4 separate regions of the Zea mays genome follow, and regions 2, 3 and 4 are each linked to region 1. The links are chromatin contacts, called in public Hi-C maps. All regions are on one chromosome and are shown on one strand. The core of a region is the stretch at or near the end of the contact, and the rest is flanking DNA. Distances in the headings are between cores, read along the strand shown.

Evidence for each region. A called contact is a pair of places that touch in the nucleus more often than the background predicts.
Region 2: a Hi-C map of endosperm shows a contact between it and region 1, with 2.4 times the contacts expected there. The contact joins the promoter of LOC100304322 here to the promoter of LOC100193430 in region 1. A contact is called at or near these places in 3 of 25 Hi-C or Micro-C datasets (bundle sheath, ear and endosperm).
Region 3: a contact with region 1 is called in a Hi-C map of bundle sheath, with 3 times the contacts expected there. The contact joins the promoter of LOC100285514 here to the promoter of LOC100193430 in region 1. A contact is called at or near these places in 4 of 25 Hi-C or Micro-C datasets (bundle sheath, ear, endosperm and 1 more).
Region 4: a contact with region 1 is called in a Hi-C map of tassel, with 1.7 times the contacts expected there. The contact joins the enhancer-like site here to the promoter of LOC100193430 in region 1.

The regions. Positions count from the first base shown.
Region 1 is chr1:56,686,874-56,689,972 of Zm-B73-REFERENCE-NAM-5.0, forward strand. It overlaps LOC100193430 (Putative tRNA pseudouridine synthase), which reads left to right and starts at 1,739. Exons shown (of 6, transcript NM_001138552.1): 1 at 1,739-2,039; 2 at 2,125-2,160. TRNAS-UGA (transfer RNA serine (anticodon UGA)) reads right to left here and starts at 764; the gene lies at 683-764.
Region 2 is chr1:56,187,475-56,190,282 of Zm-B73-REFERENCE-NAM-5.0, forward strand. It overlaps LOC100304322, which reads left to right and starts at 1,522. Exons shown (of 3, transcript NM_001361410.1): 1 at 1,522-1,715; 2 at 1,797-2,808. The coding sequence starts at 1,982.
Region 3 is chr1:56,425,651-56,428,437 of Zm-B73-REFERENCE-NAM-5.0, forward strand. It overlaps LOC100285514, which reads right to left and starts at 1,525. Exons shown (of 1, transcript NM_001158406.2): 1 at 339-1,525. The coding sequence starts at 1,337. The coding sequence ends at 498.
Region 4 is chr1:57,012,262-57,015,179 of Zm-B73-REFERENCE-NAM-5.0, forward strand. No RefSeq gene overlaps it. Among protein-coding and RNA genes, the nearest start is that of LOC103644640, 5.3 kb to the left of the region's middle. Within about 2 kb of position 1,455, at least 20 of the 20 cell types and tissues checked have an H3K27ac peak or open chromatin away from gene starts, as enhancers often do. A contact at or near this core is called in tassel, where this site is marked.

The DNA of each region.
Region 1 (3,099 bases), core at 489-2,988:
ATTTTATACTATGCAGAACTTTTGATTTTTATTTGGAATTGTCATCCATCTACTGGTTTTGCTAAAAAAAAGTCAGATGTTCACAATCATAAAGCTATATAGTTGTCAAAAGCTTTATCAATTAAACGCATTGAAGCCTGATTTTTAGACTAGGGTTTTAGAACTGTCCTTGATTGTATAGAACACTCTAGACTCATCTAGATCTTTCCTGATTCAGCTCTTTGAGCCTTGGAATCCCCGAATCTTCTCTAGGACACCGAAGAAGGCAAACAGCCGAAGCTTGAGTGGTCAAGGATCAACCTGATTGATCGGGCTTATTCGGCTGCAGTTAAGAGCATGCGGTCTGTTTGGTTGGCTCCACAACGGGAGCTAGCTGTCTGGGCCAAGCGCTAGTCCGATTTCGAACAGATAGGCTCAGGATCAATGATCATAAGCCTATCCAAGCACTGCCTGCGAAACCATCATACGTGACCTATAGTGTTGACGATCACGTCGTTTACTACTACAAGAACATCAGTTAAGCTCAGAAATAATCTAAATACAACTGGGGCTCTAAACTTACCTTTGCTTCGCCGGGAGCTATTCTAGCAACAGTTCTTTTACAACGGAAAGTATCAACGGCGTGCATCGAATCTTACAGAATGAGATGAAAAAAAACAGTTGGGGCAAAATTCAAAAAAAACGTCGACAGCAGGGTTCGAACCTGCGCGGGCGTAGCCCAACAGATTTCAAGTCTGTCTCCTTAACCACTCGGACATATCGACGATTGGTGAAAAATGATTGAATATACATCGTGTTATGTTTTATTCGAACACTTTCAATTAGTTGATTACGTTAGACCTTCAGCCTGATCCCTTGTACTTTTATGGCTGCAGCTGCTTCAACCTGATCCCTTGTGTTGTCAAATCATCATAAAGCCTTGTTTGTTCGTCCATGTTTATGGTATCTTTAGCGCTTTGATCTGCTTGTCTACCAACGTTGCCTTGTCAGTGTCACGACGGCACTCACCTTGACAGTGTAAACAAAGCTACATGGTTCAAGAGAAGCCCAAATTTCATATTACACCGTGCAACGTACTTCACACCCTTCACTCCTTCAGTACAATTAACAGACTAGGAGCATATACAACAGTTTCATTTTAAAAAACAGAGGAAAACACACAAAGTTTAAAAACTAAGGGCAAATTTGTAGTTACACCTAAAATAGGGTCATTGACGTAATTGCCCCAAAAGAATTAGGGAGCTAACATCAAATCTTGTCTATCAGATTCACCACATTTTCACGGAATAGGGGCATAGGGCGCACTAACCCTAGGTTGGATTACATTCAACTATAGAGGACAATTTTTTATGTTAGCATGTTATCACCTTTTTAGAAAGCATAAAAATAACTAGTACAAAAGTAATTAAACGTAAGTTCATATATCCATGACGATGCTTCTGAAAACCCATATGACTAGCAAACTAGTCTAATGTTGAAAGAGCCATGCCATTGGATTTTATACCCATCCCTTATATGCCATTATGACATTTAGGTGATATTTTTTATATGTATGATATGTAGATCCAGTGGCATACAAAGATTTTATATAATTTTCGATGTCATATCGCGAATAGAGCATTTCACGGTTGCGGGTCATAGCCTTACAGGCCCAACTATACAAAGCCCAAAAGATAAAGCCCGTCACGATATTCGGTCTTATCTGCCACTGCAATTAACGGACCTTCTACGTGGGCCACTCTTCCTCACATCGCCTCCCTCGACGATGGCCGCCGCCACCGCCGCCGCCGCCACGGCGTCGGCTTCGTGTCTTCTCCGGAGGTCTATATCCTCTGCATTCCTCGCGAAGCGCGCGGTCCCTAGCATTCCGCGTACAACTCTCTGCTATTCCTCCTCCGCATCCGCCAGACTCAAACCAACGCCGTCCCTGTCTCCGCCTGTCACGTCCGCCAACGATGGAGGCGGCGGGATGAGGTGGGAGTCAGCGCGCAAGAAGAGGGTGGTGCTCCGCATCGGCTACGTCGGCACTGATTACCGAGGTTTTGCTCGTCGACTATTTAATTTGCCCCCGGGAAATGGGTGCCGTGGAGCTTTGATGTAATGCTTTTGCTATGTGCTTGGCAGGGCTTCAAAAGCAGCAAGAGCTTGGCGTGGATTCGAGTAAGCTCTGAATAATTAACTTGATTGGGCTTTATGCTTAATTTTGTGTGCTCAGTGTAGCTTAATTTACTGCACCGTTGCTGCCTGGTAGTACTAGATGACTCTTTTCGTGCTAGTTGCATTGCTTTGCCGCTAGTGGTTCTGTGCATTGGATCTCTAATGCTTGGTCACTTGTCGAATGATTTAAACTTTCACCGCAATGTTTTGTAATCCTATATAATGATTGTGAAAGGTCACACACTGACACACATGACACAGATGACATTTCTATAATATAGGTACTGAATCATGTATGCTCTATGTACTATAGTTTCTCCTGGTTGTTTTGTTAATTACTCTTTCCAGTCCATTTCATAAGGCATATGTGAGTTTTGAAAAAAAAGTCTACTATATAAGGCACATGTGTCATCTGAAGTCATTAAGCGTATGAATAGGGTTGGGCAAAATATTCAAACAAAGATCACACTTGTGTTGGATGAACTAATAAGTGATGAACTTCGTTTGTTTGGTGTTGGATTGTCATGGTATGTGAAATTGTGAGTATTATTACACTTTTCTAGTGTTTAATTGGTCTAGAATTAACTAGTAATTGATTATATTGTTTTATACATGTGTATATTTTTTTTTGTTGTGACTCGCGAGCTAAACGAACCAGCTTGAGCTCGCAAACGAGCCGAGCTGAGCTGGTTCTCTAGTTCGGTTCTTTAACAAGCCAAGTCGAGCCAGCTCGTTATCTTAACGAGCCAGCTCGAGCTCGACCGAGCCGAGCTGGCTCGATATCCAACCCTACACATGAAACCACGCATTAAGCACAACATGGCTAATTTGGCATGGCACCCACCACGGAGTAAATCATCCTACATGAGAGTAATGTTCCGTGTGTGCATCTTGGTATCTGAATTTTAGGTTTCATGCCTTAGGCCAGCCTTAGGTCACTCT
Region 2 (2,808 bases), core at 272-2,771, 500 kb before region 1:
GGCTTTTTCATTCGGCCAGCGACGGCGGTAGCGTGCAGCAGCGCCGGTGTATGAACGGCTGGCGCGCCCAGTTCAGACGTTGTTTAGAAAAAGAGACATTGAAGTGGATTAAGGTGGTATATGATGTATTGAAATGTAATATGAACTAAATTTCCTTTCAATCCTTAAAATACACTTCAATCCACTTTAATCCCTCTTTATCTAAATAAGGCCAGCGGTGTACGCCGGTACGTGTTCATCGTGCAAACCCGTGCATGCACAGTTCTTTCAACTTTTAAAAGAGACTAGTTCCCGTGACTAATGTGGAGTGGAGTGGAGTATAGTAAAATCTGGGAGTGCGCTTGCAAATAGCATGGTCTGCACTGCACCAGTCATTCAAAGCCAAAGCCAAAGCCAAAGCTTTGTGGTCACGCTAACCACTTTGTTCTGCCTCGTTCCAGAAATAACAGGGACGGGCATTCCGTTCTATTGGTTTATTCGGTGCGCTTTATCTGGTGTCAAAAAAGTTTGGTGCTTGGAAAATGAAAACCAAACTTTTTGTTCACAAATGAAAAAAAAACCGCAGAATTTGATGTTCAGTTCGGTGTTTGGTATTTTTACAATCATCAAACAACTAGCAGTTTGAAACTGCAAACGTAAAATCACATAAAGAACATACTGATAATTCATCAACTAGTACTTAATAAAATTGCATAAACAAATTAGTGTTGAATAAGAGCAACTAACACATACTAGTTCTTAAAAATTATAATGATATGAGTCTAAGGTTTAAGACGTTGTTTTGCTACGTTTCGGTATTTTGGTATTTTTGGTGTCTAAATATTGAAAACCATACCAAATACCAAATAGAGCTAAAATCCATACCGCACCAAATACAAAAACCGAATAAACCGTAAATTTTGGTGTATGGTGTTTGGTTCGGTATGGTTTTTGGTGTTTGGTGTTTTTTGCCCACCCCAAAATATATTGAATCGTCAATTATTATAGTATTATTACAAACCCTTTTGTGTTTCAAGTAAATGGACTGTCATAAGAGACACTTTAAAAATTCTAGGTAGTTTTAGCATCGTCGTAAATTAATCGGTTCTGTATTCGTAGAAAAAAATAGTCGCCTCTATTGTCCTGATCCTGCGGCCATGGAAGAAGGAAGACTCGCAAACCCGACGCAGCGCATGGGCGCGCAGGCGCACCTGCCTCAAAAGCACCGACGAGTCTAGCCGCGCCGGTCGCCCGGTCCTACTTCTACTCGCTGACTCGCCCGGCCCGGACCGGTCCCGTGCGCTCTGCGGCCTCGAACCACGCGGCCCCACGCGAGTTTCGAGGAGGAACCCAACGCACGGCACGGGGCACTCCCTCGGCCCCGGTCCATGCACACGGCCCAATGGCCCATCCCGGAGCCACCAACCATCCCTCGCGGCCCATCCCATCCCATCCCATCCCTCGGTCGTGCGGTGAACCTGTTCGTCACCGTCCGATCAGCTCTGGCCCTACCCTGGAACATCTTTATTTTTTGTTTCTCCCTTCCACTCCTCGCTCTTTCTCCCTCGCAGCGGTCCAGCCTCAGCCCACTCTCCGTTGCTCCCTGCCTCCCTCGGTCCCTCCCGGCTCCCACTCTCGCCCCTCCTCCCCTCTCCCTGCCTGCATTCTTCAATGAAGTTTTCCGGCGAGTCGGCACCGGCGGCAGCGACGTAGACGGGTGCATCCTGGCTCGGCAGGTACTCACCCACATCTGCTACCACAAGGTTGTTCCTGGAGCCCATATCTAGAGCTCAGTACACTCACATTTGTATCTTCAGTACTACGCAGGAAGGAAGAGAGAGAACCATTTGAAGCTTCGAGGTCGTCACGCACAGATTTAAGTGAGCCCAAACCCGCGGAGTCTCATCCGTTCATCCCACCGGTTCGTTCGTCTTCCTGCATCAGCCCTGAGCGTTTAATTGCGCCGCCGCCTCCTTGTCCTTCGCCCAAGTCTCGCCGAGCAATGCGGCCTCTCGCGCTGCTCGTTCTCGCCCACCTCGCCGCCCTCGCGGCGGCGGCGGAGGCCAAGGGCGGCGTGGCGGGGGCGGGGCTGGGCGACGACGTGCTGGGGCTGATCGTGTTCAAGGCCGACGTGTCGGACCCCGACGGCCGCCTCGCGACGTGGAGCGAGGACGACGAGCGGCCCTGCGCCTGGGACGGCGTCACCTGCGACGCGCGCACCGGCCGCGTCTCCGCGCTCTCCCTCGCCGGCTTCGGCCTCTCCGGCAAGCTCGGCCGGGGCCTCCTCCGCCTCGAGGCGCTCCAGTCGCTCTCCCTCGCCCGCAACAACCTCTCCGGCGACGTCCCCGCCGACCTCGCCCGCCTCCCGGCGCTCCAGACGCTGGACCTCAGCGCCAACGCATTCGCCGGCGCCGTCCCGGAGGGGCTCTTCGGCCGGTGCCGCTCCCTCCGCGACGTCTCGCTCGCCAACAACGCCTTCTCCGGCGGCATCCCGCGGGACGTCGCCGCGTGCGCCACGCTCGCGTCGCTCAACCTCTCCTCCAACCGCCTGGACGGCGCGCTGCCCAGCGACATTTGGTCCCTCAACGCGCTGCGCACGCTGGACATCTCGGGCAATGCCGTCACCGGCGACCTCCCGATCGGTGTCAGCAGGATGTTTAACCTTCGGGAGCTTAATCTGCGAGGCAACCGTCTCACTGGTAGCCTCCCGGACGACATTGGGGACTGCCCGCTGCTCAGGTCAGTGGATCTTGGGTCCAACTCGCTGTCCGGCAACTTACCTGAGTCCCTGAGGAGGCTCTCCACCTGCACATACCTTGATTTGAGCTC
Region 3 (2,787 bases), core at 275-2,774, 260 kb before region 1:
GGTGAGAGCGAAATTCCACAGGAAGGATCGGTGATCAACAGCTCGGTTCGCATTGATCCTCTGCTGCATCGAGCTGTAAAGGCACACGATTCCGCTCGCTTTTCGTTTTTGGGAACCAAAGTGGGGGCTGTGTGTGGCCTGTGGAGCGCGCGCATCGCTTCCTCTGCACTGTGCGCGTGCTTCCATTCTTCTTCAACCTTGCGTTGCGTGCCGACACACGTACAGCGAGCAAGAAATGCTGTCAGCTTTGCGTGATCCAATCCAACCAAGAGAGATGAGAGCTCCGTCGCAACGCGATTGCGGCACGAATGTGCAATCAAGATGAACCAACCAACTCAACTAAAATAGGTGTCGATTATAAACACGGCAAGATGCATGCAGGCATGGCATGGCATGGCGTGCAGCATGTTCGTCGTCACAGCTCACACGATAGCACTGTTTACGCTACGGTAGCTGCGCCGTCAGCTGGCGAGGTGCGCGGCTGCTGCACGATGTGCCTAGATGAGCAGCAGCCTGTGCTTGTCGAGGAGGAGCCAGATGCGGCGGAACGCGGCGACGACGGCGCGGTGGTGCTCGGCGGCGTTGAGCGCGAGGTAGCACGCGAGGAGCTCCTCCAGGTCCTCGGACGAGCGGATGCCGTTGGCCACCACCATCTCGGACATGCTCTCCGCCAGCTCCCGCTCCGGGTCCGACGACGTCTTCACCACCACCAGGCTCTCGTACAGCCACCGCCGCCTTCGCCGCCGCGTGGGCGCGCGCAGGGACGGCACCGGCGACACCTCCCCCTCCTCCTCCTCCTCCTCCGCGGCCGCCGCTTTCCCCTTCTTGATCGCGACGCTGTCGTGGTCGCACCGGCGCCGGCGCCGGCGCCTGGCCATAGGCGAGCTCACGTGGAACCTGCGCGCCCTGGTGGACGGCGTGGTGGCTGCCGACGTGGTGGCGCTGGCGCTGCTGACGCCACCGCTGGCCGAGGCGTCGTCGACGGGGGGCCTCGTGACGATGGGCCGCAGCTGGAGCTCGGGCGTCCCGGGCGGCGCGTCGAGGCCGCCGAGCCGCCGGTCGCCCGCGCGGCGGTGCACCACGTCGACGCGGACGTCCAGCAGGGCCGCCGCCGCGTCGGCGGCGCAGGGGAGGTCCCTGTCCTGGCGCGCGCGGTCCGCGCTGGCGAAGTAGTAGGACGCCCGGTTGGGGGACACGGCGCAGGGCGCTGGCAGCGACGACGGGCGCTGGCCCTGCGCCGGCGCGTCCTCGGCGGCGAGGCCTCTGGCGCACGGGCCTTGCTGCTTGCCCTTGCTCCTCCTCCCCCGGAGCTTCTGGAACCACTTGGGCGCCGGCATGGTGTCACCGTGGACGTGGAGCGAAGATAGGCAGCAGGACACACGGGGACAGAGAGGCCGGCGTCGGCTGCAGCCGCGCGGAGACAGGGGAGTTGGCGTTACGTGAGCGGCCGGCTGCGCGCCTGTGGAAGTGGAAGTGTGGAACTGGCTGGCTTGACGGCCTGCTAGATGGTGCAGGCCTTGGGAATTGGGAGCAGCACTCGCGTGATCAAAGTTATATGTAATGGGGAGATCGGAAATGTTTCCAAACATTCTTGTTGTTATTACTCGTAGAATACAAAAGAAAAAAAGAAAAAAAAATGATAGTGTAAAGTGTACAGCAGAGAGGCCAGGACGCACTGTCGCAGCATGTGTCGATTCTGGTACGCGGCGGTGGTGGACAAGAAGGTCAAAACTACGCGGTCCAGGAGGACCAGGACAGAGGACACACACACGCGCGCATGATTTCACAATCTGTACGCGAGCTGCTGATGCGCCCCACCGAAAGTTTGGTCTCCCGCAGTGGGCCAGGCCTGCCGCTGTGTGTGGCGGGCGCTCGTGCATGCATTGCAGGCCCGATACTTGAGCCGCCGCAGCGCCGCGAAGATGGCCGGTCGGCGCACGGCACGCGCGGCGGCCTCAGCAAGCAGCTGCTGACGCAGGAACAGCGCGGCGCGGCGGCATCGGCGATCGCGGGGGGCACGCATCCGGCCGTGCGCGCGTACGCAGCTGTGTCTGCCCCTGCCCCTGCCCCCTGCCACGGCCGGTCGATCACGCCAGTCGTGCCGGTGGATCTTTGGCGTGATGGAAGCAGTCGGTAGAGAGAATGCGCTCACGGTCGGTTTGGAGCCCCCGATCACCGAGCAAAGAAAATGCGCTCAATCTCTGAAGAATCTAGTCATGGATTTTGTGGAAATGGACCTGAAACTGAAAGCTCGGGACTCTTGATGGCGCAGCAGTGGGCAGTACTACTAGGCCGCTGGCCGTAGCTAAGCTACCCACGCGATCGACAGAAGCATGGACGCCTCCTAACTGAAGCAACGTCGCCTGCACCGACGATCTGGATACCGATCAAAAAGACGCCAAGAGATTCGGTCGTTAGCGGCCACCACACCAGGTCCATGTTGATCCGAAGCAATCATACAACGCACGCCCCAACACATGCCTCCTCTGTCTGTGCATTACATGCCAGGCAGCAGCGCTCACACCTTTACATTACAGTCTTTTCATTTATATATAGGGCCTATCATTCGAAAAAAGGTTAGAGTGGTATAGTATCACCTTTCACGCGAAAGAGTAAAACACCCTTTACGAAAATGAAATATATAAAGAAATATATCCCAACGATAATTGTTACTATCACCTGACCTTTTGTCTGCGCGCTCCTCTCCTGCACGAGCAAAATATGGTGTTTGGGTTTATATACCTTTCTCTGATATTGTAATTATGATTTTAGCACTTTGCCTGGGTA
Region 4 (2,918 bases), core at 205-2,704, 330 kb after region 1:
TCCATAAATTAATCATGTGAGAGTCATGAGTCGCTCTTGACCGTGAGCACGGCTAATATACCAGTTTTACACTCTACAGAGGTTGCACCCTTTACCCACAAGTCATGTATCCCATCTAGCCATGGTTTGCAAGGCCCTTAGACACTTCCGAGGTGAATGGCTAGAGATCCACTATGAGGCCTTTACAAAGTTCCACTAGCTTCAGAAAACCCGCTACAGTTCCTAAGAAGGGCAATATAGGAATCCCTTGTCCGAAAAGCCATCGCAGCATGATCGACCCGAGAACTTTCCTATATGTAGCTCCTCTATCGCTCTTGCTCCTTTTGGGTAAGGTATTCCTCCACTAGCTTTCCTAATTAGTCAGTCAAGGGTGTCACATTCCACCCTTGTGGTAGCACGGATATCTCAAGTTAAGCTCCATGTTCCAATTAACATAATAATCTTGTCATGAACAATAATTAAAACTACAACATGACTATAACATGATCATAATATAACATTAATTTCCCAAAACTAGGTAGAGCAATAGCAAAACTACCCAACAGTTCAGTGGCAAACAAGGTGTGGGATGAACAATGCTAGGGAAGCCTATTAGGTCCCATCAAATTAACCTGAGCATGTCACAGTGATTAACATAAACATTATTAGGTAAAGAAGAGTGATCAAGGGCACAACTTGACTTAAACTTGAGATCCCCAGGTACCAACTTGGTCTTCAAGTGACTCGTAACCTCGCTCCTACTCATAGCAATACAAACAAACATGGTATAGGCAAAATTAACATCACACCAAACAAAAGAAAAAACTGTATAATAATGTTATATGTTTCGTTACGAGATCATAGGTTCGAGAACCACTAAATTCGAAGTTACGGTTATATAGTTATGATTTTCTAAAGGTTTAAGTGTTAGATATAGAACAAATTAAGTGCATAATTTTAACCTATGTTTCATAACAAAATAAGGTTACCAGATGATAAACAACATTAATATGAATTTAATGCAACTGGAATGGATCAAAAAGGAGTTAAAATGAATTAATTACGAATTAAACAAGATTCTCTAATTATTTCTATACTCTAAATCATTTTCTATACTATTTTATTCAATTTATTTGTTCTCTGGGTTGCGCGCGTTATTACCAGAAAGTTTAGGGTCCAAATCATAAATATCGGGACTCGATTCTAATTGTTTTCTAACTGGTGGGGGATGACGGGTTGATTGCCTAAAACACTAAGGTCTCTTTTGCAAATCTGGCTCGGCGAAGGGGTATCCTTTATCCCTAGGCATTGGATAATGCCTGACGGTACAGATTAGATTGAATCCTACGAGATCTCGGCCACTCGATTCTCAATCAACGTTCAGGATTTTAAATGATTGGGTGAACCCTGGCGTGCACGATCCCAATCCAACGGCGCGCGGCAATGCCCCCAAACCGGTATCCCTCATTTTAATCACGACCATCCATTCACAGATCGACGGTAGACACCTGATTTCCTACCTCCCATTCTATTCGTCAATACTTAGGCCAGCTATGGTTCGGCCAACGATGACGGCGGCTGGCGCGCACAGGCCAGCACCGAAGGTGATGGTGAGGACTGAGGACAAAGCATAGTGCGGTCCGTGATATTATCTGTTCTCCAACGCAACACATCGGTACCCCGGACGCTCCCCCGGCTTCACGACGCGATGCGCACGCACGGTGCAGAGGAGGTGAAGTTCCAGCTGCCATTGGCCGCGACGAAGCTCCTCCGATGCGCGTGGGGGTAGCAGGACTCCCAGCGGCCGAAGAGGACTCGAGTTCATCTGAGGCGGCGGTCTTCTCTCGCTCCCTCCTTCTGCCATAGCGACGACGGAAATCCTTCCTCACACGGCCTGGCGTGGTGGTGGTCTCGACGTGGCTTAGGCTGCCCGCAGCGGTAGCCGCGCGGCGCCCCCTTCCCTTATATGGCGGCCACAGGGACGTCCCTATGCGCGTGTTAGCAGAATTTGCAGGTAAAGGAAGACCAGTAGGAAGATAGGAGGAGAAGGAGAAGCTGTCGTATAGAACTGGAGAGTTGGTACAGAATGAGTTTGTTATGCTTTTTCTGATTTCTCTCCTTTACCAGCTACTCCCCTATAACCTCCAGCGTTACCCCAACTTAGAGCACACGTTCACACATTCCGGCCACATTCGGCCCACCAGACGCACAGCGTCTTACACACGCCAATCCGGCCCAAACACCTTCACGCTTGCCTTCCTCGCTCTTGTTCCCCTTCTAGTTTCCACATCAGCAGGAACCCGAGCTCTTTTATCTCCTTGCTTTGGTGCATCCATCCTCACATTCCCCCCTGGAAGAGACACTGCTTGTCCCCAAGCAGGTGCAAATGGAAAGTTATGTCGCAGGGCAATAGCATCCTCCCATGTAGCTAAGGATTCTGGCATGGCCGACCACTTCACCAGCACTTGTGATTTACCTTCAGAATCCAGCCGGCGTTGCAGTATGGCTTCGGGAACCTGAATGTCAACCATCTCTCCCGGTAGCTGAGATACCTGCACTGCCGGACCCACTGCTTTTTTCAGCTGAGATACATGAAAAACAGGATGAATGGAAGATGAAGCTGGCAGTTGCAAACGGTAAGCAACAGTTCCCACTTTAGCCACTATGGAAAAAGGGCCGAAATATTTAAAAGCCAGCTTTTGGTTCGCGCGGGGAGCCAAAGAGGATTGCACATACGGTTGGAGCTTCAGAAAGACTTGGTCCCCCACAGCAAACGACCTTTCAGAACGCCCTTGATCAGCTTGTTTCTTCATCCTCAGCTGAGCTCTGGATAAATGTTGTTGGACCAGCTCAGACATCACTGTTTTATCTTGCATCCATTGAGCCAGAGATGGAACAGGACATGCAGCATTGGCATCCACACCAAAGTGTTTAGGAGT